Regions from separate parts of the Mus musculus genome. Here region 2 is linked to region 1. Evidence: chromatin contacts called from public Micro-C data. All regions are on one chromosome and are shown on one strand. The core of a region is the stretch at or near the end of the contact, and the rest is flanking DNA. Distances in the headings are between cores, read along the strand shown.

The links. Hi-C and Micro-C count contacts between places; a contact is called where the count stands out from the background.
Region 2: a Micro-C map of embryonic stem cells shows a contact between it and region 1, with 5 times the contacts expected there. The contact joins the promoter of Add1 here to the promoter of Poln in region 1. A contact is called at or near these places in 2 of 39 promoter capture datasets (the HPC-7 cell line, HPC-7-derived erythroid cells and erythroid cells), 2 of 484 Hi-C or Micro-C datasets (LSK cells and embryonic stem cells), 3 of 115 datasets of contacts at active chromatin or transcription factors (bone marrow-derived macrophages, extraembryonic endoderm stem cells and pancreatic cancer cells) and 2 of 9 other capture datasets (adipose tissue and pancreatic islet).

Annotation. Positions count from the first base shown.
Region 1 is chr5:34,166,891-34,172,759 of GRCm38.p6, reverse strand. Poln (DNA polymerase N) reads left to right here and starts at 3,234. Exons shown (of 25, transcript NM_181857.4): 1 at 3,234-3,370. It overlaps Haus3 (HAUS augmin-like complex, subunit 3), which reads left to right and starts at 3,336. Exons shown (of 5, transcript NM_146159.1): 1 at 3,336-3,370; 2 at 4,317-5,355. The coding sequence starts at 4,447.
Region 2 is chr5:34,571,013-34,576,881 of GRCm38.p6, reverse strand. It overlaps Add1 (adducin 1 (alpha)), which reads right to left and starts at 3,218. Exons shown (of 16, transcript NM_001331082.1): 1 at 2,969-3,218. Mir7036b (microRNA 7036b) reads right to left here and starts at 2,731; the gene lies at 2,669-2,731.

The DNA.
Region 1 (5,869 bases), core at 1,985-4,484:
AAAGCTCAGATATGGTATGCCTTTCGTAGTTTTTCTGACCCGACTCTAGTTCTTATACACACACACACACACACACACACACACACACACACACACACACACACACACACCAGCCTATCTCTCTGTTACATACACACCACCAGCCTCTCTGTTCCTCCATGTTTGCCCCCACCTGAGATCCCTGCATGAATCCTAACCCTTGCTAGAGTGGTTCCAAGATGGCCCTTCAGCTCCTCATCCTCTTCCTCCCCAGAGTTAAACTCAGATGCCTGCTGGCTCCTGGCCTTCACCTCAACTCAGCCTACCTTCTACTCAACCCTTTGTCCTTACCAGCTCATTTTGGATCTCATGGTTAGTTCGAGCCCAGCCTCTTCTGCAGGTGGTCCCTGAGTACTTTGTTCCTATTCCTCTTTTGTCCCTTTGTCGACTTTTGCTGGGATGATGGCTGTATAAATTAGAGGCTGGACTAATCTGGACTAATTGCTAGTGGGACATTTTATGTCCTCTTTTCCTAATCTTTAGCCAGAAAGTTAGAGGACAGGAGCTCTGGATTGTTCCAGAGTTAGGCCACTGGCCTGGGAAGCAAGCTGTAGGGAAGGATGGGCTCTCATCCCAGTTCCTCCTCAACTGACCAACCTCTCAGGCAACCTGAGGTCCTGGACTCCTCAGACCCCTAAACTCTGCAGGCCGCCTGATACCGGCTTCCATCTCCAAAGACCCCTGTCTACCCACCACTATGGTGACCCCTTCCTAGTTTTGTAGACCTAAATACTTCTGAGTTTGGTACTGAGTTTTTACCTTCACCACAGGAGTGTAAATACAATCAAGAGCAAATATCCCTGACCCCAACTCCATGGTCTTAAGAAAAGTCAACTTTCTTCTGGAAGAACAAGACCGATAGGAGGAAGCTGCCAGACCACATCTCACTGGCTGACGGCCCCCAGTGTTCTGCCAGCTCCTGGGCTCCCTTGCCTTTTCCGAATTGTCCAGTGCCAGCTTTCTCAAACCTTTTGTGACTTTTTTTTTTTTTTTTTTTTTTTTTGGTAGAATCAAGCTAACACATGTCTGAGGCTGTTGCTCCCTCCTCCATGTTGTCTGGAGAACAGATCTCTTCACTTCCGTTAAACTGCATCCAAAAACAACCTTCAACAGCACAGTTGTATACAAAGTTTTAAAACTGTCTGTAAATATACTGTATAAAACATAAAATAATTTTTAATATTGATGACAGGAGAGTAAGGCCAACAGAAAAGACTCAGGTCCTGCATTTTGGTTTGTTTCGCCCATTACATTCTCACAGGCTTGCTTAGGACCGATTAGCTCCTCGGTTCCCGTTACCTTTTGACCCCACTAAAACCACAACTGAGTTTGAGTAGAAGAAAGCAAGCTTGTCTTGGAAATAAGTTTAACATACTTGCCTTCTTAAGTTTCTAATCCAGTCCCAAGAAAACTTTCCAGTTCTGTATAATTGACCCCATTGTGTTTGCTGTTTGTACTCAGGGGGCTGATCCTGTTCTAATCTTTATGTTTTCATGGCTTCTTATGGCCTCGCAAACACTTCTCAAACAAGGAGCGGTGGTCAGCAATTCAAGAGAGCGAGCTGGGGGCCAGGAGTCACTAAGAACAGTGGGTTTTCTAGAAGGTCTCATGGGTCCCAGGCTGTGCCTGGGGGGAACCTCAGCCTGCAAAGTAGCCCTTTGTCTTTCTGGCATCTTTAATTCCATCTCCTCCGAGCTCTTCCGCACAGTCTATAAATATCCTCCAGTTCCTCCCACTTTAAAACAAAACAACACCAAAAATCCTCTCAGCCTTGCATTCCCACCCCCTCATCTTGTGTCATTTGGCTCTTTTTCTCTCAGTCTTTGCCGCCTCAGCAAAATTTCCCAAAAGTACTGCCTGCACTTCCTCTGGCCAAAACCCACTCAACGCCAGCTCCCTGCTGAGCCCCTACCTCCAGTTTGGCATCTGGGGTCCTCTTGGGCCAGTCCCCTGATGTCCTAACCACATTAGGCACCATTCTAAGAACTTTTCCCCTGTACTGTTTGTTTTTATTTACTTTCCGGTTTTATTGACCTTCAAAAGGAGGATAAAAGTTAAATAAGAATTAATAGGAAATGTCTTCAACTCAAATTTAAATGATCTGCTTAGAACATTAGTTTTTCTCTCTTTGAAAACATGAATATCTGGGCATGGTGATTCATACCTGTGGCCCCAGCACTTGGAGATGCTAAAGTAGGATCTTGAGTTGAAGCCCAGCCTGGGTAGAGAAGCAAATCCTTGTCTCACAAAACAAATAAGCCCAGGGAAAAAGATCCAGAAAGAATTCTACCTAGTAGCAACTAGACTAGACCCTTGTCTGATACATCACCCTATTTATGATTAGAAGAGGGGAATACTATTTTTTTAATGATCAAAGCCCAGATCTTGTGAATTTATATATCATCTTACAAGAGAGTGGTTAAGTTGCAAATGCTGTCTGATAGAAAAAAATGAACAGATTATGACCCATACAGACAAGTTGTTACCAATGCCAACTGTAACTCCAAAGATCAGTTTTCTGGGACCATAGGACATTAACTAGGCTTGCATCTGAGTTCAGCATTCTGTCTTTCATTGAATGACGGCGGGCATCCTCAGAATGTCTGTACTTCTGAGTTAAATGCATTCTAAAACTGATGTATTTTACACCTTGACATTTTGAAGATGGGATCTTGGAGGGAGTCAGCTTTTGCTTGGAAGTCATCGAGGCCTTGGGAGTTAAGTGATTTTTGTTAAATAACCATTGTAAAAGATTCTATAGCCAACAATCCTACCCTGCAAGAGACCTGATAGGGTCCCAGCTGCTTGTTATTAGCACCAACGCTGGATCACCCTACCAGTGGTGGTGGTAAGAGCTGTTGGGGGAAGAAGGGGTCTGTTCGGCCTCAAACTTCCGGTCCCCTAGTGGTGTCACAGACCGCAAGCCATTCTTAGGACAGGAGGCCTAACTGAACTAGAGGGCCAAATGGCCAAGGCAACAAAGCAGCCGGAAGAGACCCAGACTCCAACTCCCGAGCGGGGGCGGGGTGGGGCGGAGCGAGGGCAGAGCCTATAGTGAGAAAACCAATCCTCTTGAGCCTAGCGGGAAGGACGGCGGGCCAGAGGCGGGGCTAAGGGGCGGTGCGTCCGTCAGGAAAGCCAATCACTTTACCCCGGCTCGTTGAAGGGGGTTGGTCTGCGGGTCCTCCTTCGCTTTCTCCGGGATACCTCGCCGCCTGCGCTGACTTTACGGATGTTGTAATCTGCGCGTGCGCGTCCTGGCACTCCCGTGAGGCACTGCGGCGCGCGCGGTTGGAGGCTGGCAGAGAGCAGTGACTGCGGCTTTCCTGAGGTAAGGGTCTTGTAAGTTCGGGGTTGGCGGGGCCGCCGCTACCCTCCTACAGCCTGCTTGAGGCATCGATAGAGGTCGCTGGGCCCAGGCGCGGGGTGTGCGGGGAGGCTGAGGCTTTGTGCCAGAGGTGGGGGCGGAGGTACGTGGCCGGTCATCCGGCTGGGGTTGGTAGCTTTATTTTTCGGATACTGCGGATAAAACCCAAGGCCTCAATCATACGAGGCAAACGTTAAACCGGAAATACACACTTATCTGTTACCCAGCTTTTAAAAACAGCAATTTGGTACTTTTGTGGGCGTGTTTTATTAGAGCTCTTAAGTGTCATAACTGGATACTCAGAAACAAACCAAAACCAACCCAGAGAGTTTGCTACCAGAGTGTCAAATACATCGTGATTTTAAGACCTGCCATTGTCACTGACCTAAGTTTGGTTCAAGTCGTGGTTCATTGTGTTCTATTCGAAATAAAACTTCTTACTTGATGATTGATGGGTACTTTGAAACTTGTCAATTTGTCCTGGTTTTCTCTGCGTTAGACTGGTTATATCTATAGATTGAGTCCTTTGAGACTGATGGAACGCTGATTGAAGTAAATATTTAGTTGATTCTTCCTTAGAAAGGTAGGCATATTTCTTTTTCCTAACTAGAAACTACAGGGGAAACAGCTATTTTACAAAATGTAATTTATTTTAAGTAATTTCATCATTGGGAAAAAAAATCAGTTTTTTTTTATTGTTATATCTTCATTAATTAGATTCTTCATTACTGTTGTAGTGTCCTAAGCAACACCCTGATTGCTTCTGTTTTGCTTTGTCTTTGTCAGATATTGCACGTGCATCTGCTTTTAACTTAAGTAGTCTCCTGATGTCATCTGATAAAATGATCTGTATATTTAAAATTCATTTGCCTTGTTCATGGTCTAATACTTGTGTTCTTTCCCCCACTAGGAAAACACATTATAGATTGTATTTTTTTTCCTTCTTCTATGGACTTAGCGTAAATATGTTTTTTTCTGTTTGAACTTAGTTTAAAAAAATAGATTCATATCAAATATTTAAAAACAGGAGTAGTTAAACCATGAGTTGTGGAAATGAGTTTGTGGAAACATTGAAAAAAATTGGTTATCCCAAAGCTGATATTCTTAATGGAGAAGATTTTGACTGGCTCTTTGAGGATGTTGAAGATGAGTCATTCTTGAAATGGTTTTGTGGGAATGTGAATGAACAGAATGTATTGTCTGAAAAAGAATTGGAAGCCTTCAGCGATCTCCAGCGATCAGGCAAGCCTATCCTAGAAGGAACAGCATTGGATGAAGTTCTTAGGACCTGTAAAACTTTTGATTTGAAGACATGCAAACTGGATGACAAAGAGATACAGATATTAGAGGATGAGGTTCAAACTCTGCAGAAATTAAATAACTCAAAAATTCAGCGACGGAATAAATACCAGTTAATGGTTTCTGAAACTAGCTACAGGTTTCTGGCATTAAATGCTAAACAAGAGGAGGCCACTAAGAAGCTGAAACAGAAGCAAGGATTCCTAAATTCTGTGAATACTAAGCTCAGTAATGAACTTCAGGGTCTTACTGAGGAAGTTAATAATTTGATGATATTCTTCAGAAATTCTAATTTAAGTGAAAGAACAAATCCAATGGTGTTTTTATCTCAGTTTCCCTTGGGAAAATACATAAGCCAAGAAGAGCAGAGCACAGCAGCATTAACCTTATACACAAAAAAGCAATTCTTTCAGGGCATGCACGAAGTAGTTGAAAGTTCAAATGAAGACAATTTTCAACTTTTAGATATACAAACACCGTCTATTTGTGATAATGAAGAAATCCTTAGGGAGCGACGACTGGAGATGGCTAGACTGCAGATGGCATGTATTTGTGTCCAGAAACAGATCATATACTTGAAAACAAGTAATTTGAGCATGAAGTCGAGTATAAAATGGGCGGAAGAGAATCTTAATAGACTAACCAATGAGGTAAGCATAAGAAATAAGACTGAATTCATATTGTAATTGTTAGGAATATAGAGTTTAATATTGCTGCTAATTTAGAAAAGGGGGGAAATCTAATTTTAATTTTATAGAAAATTATATTAGTATAGCATATTAATATAATTTATTAATTATGTAATATAATTAATGTAATTTTATAGTACATATTTGCAGTATGTATTTCATACAAATATATTATTAATCATATTACTAGAATTTAGTAATTTTATCCTCAGTAATATTACTGAGCAAATTTTGGACAAAAATAACCTTACTTTGCATTATGAATCTGAAAATTGTGTCATTTCAATTACAGATTAAACTGGGGTTTCTGTTTTTTGGTATAAACCAAGGAAACTACTTGCTTAACTATGGATATTCTGCCTTGTTTCCTCTGACAAGAAGATAGTATTAATGAAGTCCAGGATTCAGTGGAGTGACTTTCTCATTACTTGTTGAGAATATGTAGATATATTGCAGTTGTTCATCTGCACTCTCT
Region 2 (5,869 bases), core at 1,969-4,468, 400 kb before region 1:
AAGCAGCACAGATTCTTATAAAGCCAGACCTGAACATGCCCAACACTTCTAAGCTCCAAGTATCAGTAACAATGTTTTTTTTCCTTTACACATGAGGGGAACAAGTTATCAATACATTCCAGGTTACTCATATCAACTGGTTTAAACTGTACTTCTGAAAAAATAAAGATCAAACAAACTGAACTAGACCGTTTCCTTTTACTTTCCACATGATTCCTAATTGTGGAAGGTCAGACCAAACATTAACTATTAAACAGTTCTGTTAAAGTTTAAAATCATGTTAAATTCCTATTTTAAGAAACATGATTCGGACAAACTAAAAAGGCATTGGAATATTTAATCTGCTAAGTAACCACATCTTATGTAAGATTCAATTACTATTGTGTCTGTTAGTTTGAATATCACACAGTCCAGGCTGGCCTCAAACTCAATATATAGTGAAGGATGACCTGATCCTCCCAGATACTTGGATTACAAACCTGTGCCACCACACCCAGCTTATATGGTGCCAAAGATTGAACCTAGAGTCTTATGCATGCTAGGCAAGAACTCTATTAATTGAAGTGCCACTCCAGCCCTGTTGGCTTGGTTTTTGCCCTTAGTAAGTTTTAGTTCTAACAATGACTAAAGCAGTGTCCGATAGAATCACTTTGTCTATGTAGTTTATTCAACATTAATATGCATATGCAGGACAAACTTAATTCCTTTTTGGGAATTTTTTTTTTTTTTTTTGGTTTTGGTTTTTCTAGACAGGGTTTCTCTGTATAGCCCTGGCTGTCCTGGAACTCACTTTGTAGACCAGGCTGGCCTCGAACTCAGAAATCCGCCTGCCTCTGCCTCCCAAGTGCTGGGACTAAAGGCATGCGCCACCACACCCGGCTTTAAATTTTTTTTTCTTTTTTGGAATTTCTAATCTTTCTAGATGTCTAGAAGTACATAATGTATATTAAAAGTAGAATTAACACACTTTATAGAAATCCAGCTAGCAATTGTTGAAACTGAATGCATAAATAATGACTTGTTTAATGCTTATCTCTCAAACGTGAATGTGTGTATATGGAAGAGTTTATTCAACACGGGAGAGAGGAAGGAAAAAAGAGAAATCAATACAAACAGCCTCATGCAGTAAAAATACCTGGGCACTTGTCTTAGTTAGGGTTTTTAGTGCTGTAATAAAACACAAACTCAACCTGGGGAGGAAAGGGTTTGCTTCACCTTACAGCTTCTAGTCCATCATCCAGAGGAAGTTAGGGCAGGAACTCTGCAGGAAAAGAGCTGACTGCTGCAGAGGCCATGGAGGAGGGCTGCTTACTGGCCTGCTCTAATGGCTTGCTCAGCCTGCTCTCCTGTAGCACCCAGACCACCTGCCCAGCAAGGGCACCACCTACACATTGAGCTCCCACGTCAATCATCTATCAAAAACCGTGCACAACAGACTTGCCCCCTAGCCAATCTGGTAGGGACATTTTCTCAGGTGAGGTTCCTTCTCAAATTACTCTCGCCTGTGTCAAGTTAACTTTAAACCCTAGCCAGCACAGTATTGTCTGAAGCATTTCAGTATTTAATGTCCTGACTCAACATGATTACATGAAATGAATGGTGTGTGTGTGTGTGTGTAGCAAAGCAACAAAAACAATAGTATCAGATAATACCAAGAGTTAAGTGAAAACCTGAATGGTTTATGTAAAACAGATCTTAGAAAGGACACTATCCCAGTTTGCAGAATGATTAGAATTCCTAGTCGCTTCATTTGCTGACTCTCACTAACCTACACACACATGAGTAAACTAACCACACCGACCTGCACCTCTGCGAAACCACATCTAAACCCTGAAAAGCTGTTCTGAAGGTCAACACCATTCATACTTCCTCAAAAAACAACTTTACTATCAGGGTGTGGTGTCAACCTCAAGGTAATCCTAGAACTAGGGGCAGAGGCAGAAATTTTCAGTTCCAGACCATTCTGGGCTGCGAATTGACGAAGCATAGCAAAGTTTTAGAATTAAAATGTGATCCCTACGTCACTGGCTTTAATTAAAGACTGCGATTTTTAGAATCCCACCCGCATAAAACTCACCTCCGACCTGCAACCTCCTTCCTCTCTGGAGCCTGTTGAGTCCACCCACGACTCCCAGCTTGCTTGCAAAGGAGACATAGCGGATCCCTTAGCAATCTAGTTCCTATCCCGACTGAGATTTCAACCCACTTTTGACAAACACACAATCTCTCTGAAATTCTTGAGCAGTTATGCATAGACAGATTTTAGCTTTGTTCTTGGTCTTTGGGAGTTTAACAACGTTAGGCCTAAAATCATGGTCAAAACAACAGCAGTTTCAGGTGAACCAAAATATTTATTTTTAAGATGGGTGTGCATAAAACAAACACAACTCATCTACCAAATACCTTGAACCAGGAACTGAATTATAAAAACGAAGTGTTTTTAGGAAGAGGTCTGAACGATAAAACAGAGAGGAAAGGCAAGCCCCATCTCCAGGAAGTTCCACGACCACCTCATTACTACCATCCGTGGACAGAGCTGGCTTTTTTCTCTTGGGGCAGAAGGTGTCAGTTTTTAAAAGAGCCGACAAGCGGAACCCAGATGCACCTTTCCACAATCTCTGCAGTGACCAGCATTTGGAGCCACCATTAGCACAATGCTGACCCGGGAGGACCCCGAGGCCCACCAGGAAGCTCAGAGCCGAGCAAGCCGCTTCCACAGAGAACCCCGCGTCCGTCCGGGCCATCCTGGGAAGCGACGATGCAGTGTCCTCGCCCCCGCACTCGGAGGCAAGCACCTAGACCCCGGGCACCCCGCGCCGCAGCGACCTAGCCGCGCCCTCCTCAGCGCACCAGAGGCGCCCCAGAGGCCCCGGGCCCTGCCCAGCCCTGCCCTGCCCGCCCAGCACCGCCGCCCCTGCCCTACGCCCGCTGGGGGCCCCGGAGACCTCGCCGCGCTCCCGGGCCTCACCTCCGCGGAGAATCGGGGAGAGAGCACGGCTTCCCGGGTCCGAGTGCGGCCGCCGCCTCGCCTGCGGCTCGCGCTGGGCTCCGCCCCCTGGCTGCCGCGCACCCCCCGCCGCCTGCAGCAGCCCTCGTCCTCTCCCGCCCTCAACCCTCACCCCTCTACTCGCCCCCGCCGCCAAGCTGGGTGCGGCCTGCGGCGCTGCGGCCCAACAATGCACAGCCCCATTGGTCTGAACGCCCTACCGCCGTCCAGCACTACTCTCTGTTATTGGTCAATCTTAAGCAAGGGGCAGGCCCGGAGAAGGGCGGGGCCCTGGGAGGCGGAGAGAAGGGTAGACTCCGGCCTCCGGCTGAAGGCGGTGTCACAGTGGGATTAGGGGTCGCTTTGGCTGCGTCCGGGACGGCGGGCTGGTGCACCTGCTCACAGGAACGCTAGTTCTCCCACTGAGACGGTCAGACCCACAAACTGACTGCGAACGGACACGGTCTAGGTGCGCTTCAGGCGAGAAGATCAGTAGGCAGTTTGGGAGACTGGGCTGTCAATCAGGGTGGAGTCAGGACTGAGATGTCTGTGTGTGCTCTGATAAAGCTCCACAGACAGGAAGGGCCCGCCGGATGACAGTGGATTAACAAACACCGAGGCCTCTTCAGAGGCAGGGAATGAGGCTAGGTGAGGCCTTGGCAGAACCAGTCCACCTGGCAGCGACCTGGTAAACTAACCTAAGGATCAAGTCCCTACTGTCTCTCCTGTCAACTGAATCCTAAAAGACCCAAAGGAAACAAAGGGGTCCCGCTCCTGGTTCCCTTCAAACCATTAAAGGTTGAAGCCTCGAGCCTGGCTCAAGTGACAGAAGTGTGTATCCAAGCCTCTCCTCAGCCAGGCGTGGTGGCGCACGCCTTTAATCCCAGCACTTGGGAGGCAGAGGCAGGTGGATTCTGAGTTCGAGGCCAGCCTGGTCTACAAAGTGAGTTCCAGGACAGTCAGGGCTACATACACGGAGAAACCCTGTCTCAAAAAACAAAAACAAACCGATCCTCACAGCAAGAGCTCTGAGTTTGACCCCATAAGGGTCAGAGAGGTTGTGGATTCCAGTCAGTACCCTCTGTCCTAGGAACATTTGCCCTACATGTTGACTGTTCTCAGATGACTTTTCTGACATCCTCCAGCACCCAGCAACAAGTCTAATGCCAGTGAAAGTTTGCTGAAGAGAGAGAGTTTTCGATAATCAACTGTCATTCTCCATGATCCATCTGTTTTCTGCACTGGCCAGATAGGAGAGTTAAACGGAGATGTGGTGGGAACCACCACCCCTGCATCTTTCAAGTCCTTGATAGTGGCAGTAATTTCTGCAATTCCTCCAGGAATACGATACTGTTTTTGATTCACTATTTTCTTTGGCAGAGGCAACTCTAAAGGCTTCCATTTGGCCTTTCCAACCATAATAGCCCTCACTCTACAGTTCAGGGAACCAATATGAGAATTCTGCCAATTTCTGAGTATATCTATCCCAATTATACATTCTGGAACTGGGGAAATCACCACAGGATGTGTCCGGGGACCTATTGGACCTACTGTGAGTCGGACATCAGTCAAAACTCCATTAATCACCTGCCCTCCATAAGCCCCTACTTTAACTGGAGAGAGGGTTGAGTGATTAAAAATGAAATATATAGAGATATAAAAGTTTAGAAATGTTGCCTATAAGTCCAGCTACAAGAGATCCAACACACTCCTCTGTACTCTGTGGGCACCTGCTCTCAAATAAGATATAAAAATGAAATCAGACATGTACAGATGAAAAAAATCCACAGTGTGACAAAACACTGAATGGGGTTAGGAGACAATTTGTCCTCAAAAGAAGTGATTTCTTAACTTGAAGACACAGGGCAAATGCACAGCATAAAGAAACTGGGCAAGATTGAACAGCATACGAAGGAGATGTAGGACTTCATAGGGGGTGAAAGGGCAGAAATATTTGAAAATTTAAAGTCAAAAATTCAAGGAACTCAAGTAGGGGAGATGGCTCAGGAGGTAAGGGCACTTGTTGCTCAAGCATGAGGACCTTAGTTTCAGGCCCCAGCACTCGTAAAAAGCAGGGCATGGCCATGCACCCCTGTAACCCGGCTATTAAGGGTGGAGATGGGGATTACTGGGGCCTGCTGGCTGCCACACTAGCTCTAGGTTCAGTGAGACACCCTGTCTCAAGGGACTAAAGGCAAAGACTGATAAAGAAAAACACCTGATGGCCTGGCCTCTGCACATGTGTACACATATACCCAACATACATATATCACATTCATACATATACACAAAAGGAAAAAGGAACCCGGTTAAGTCACTTCTAAATGCTACTGAGCCCTGAAGTGGGTTCAACCAGAACCAGAGATACTGCCCCCAGACCCCATGCTCCTCACTACTGTAATCCACTGTCTCCTAGTCCATGTGTGCTACATATAAGGATTCTGCATGTCACAACCATGTGTATTCACCAGAGAACGCTGCTTGGACATAGGTTTAAGTCAATACAAAGTCTTTAATGGCTGGCTGGCGACTACACTGGGTGCTTGGGATCTCATGTAGCACTGAGCCTTTTTTAGGGTCCTTTTAAGATGGATTGACATACTTCAGTGAACAAGAACAGTCAGCCAGAAGCAGAACCACAGAAGCCAAAAGGCAAGGTGAGTTAGTACATTCGGAGACTTTCCCAGGCCTACAGACTCTCCCTCGTATCTCTGGGTCTTTGTTTTAGCAGGTGGTGCCATCTACTCGATGAGTTTTAAAGGCTGAACAAGACTTCCATCATGGAGTCAGTTGTGTTAAGGTCTGGGACCCTGTTACAACAGTGACAGCTGAGGAAAAAGCTTGGTTTGTTGGTGTGAGCTGAAAGGAGTCTAGCACTGCTGT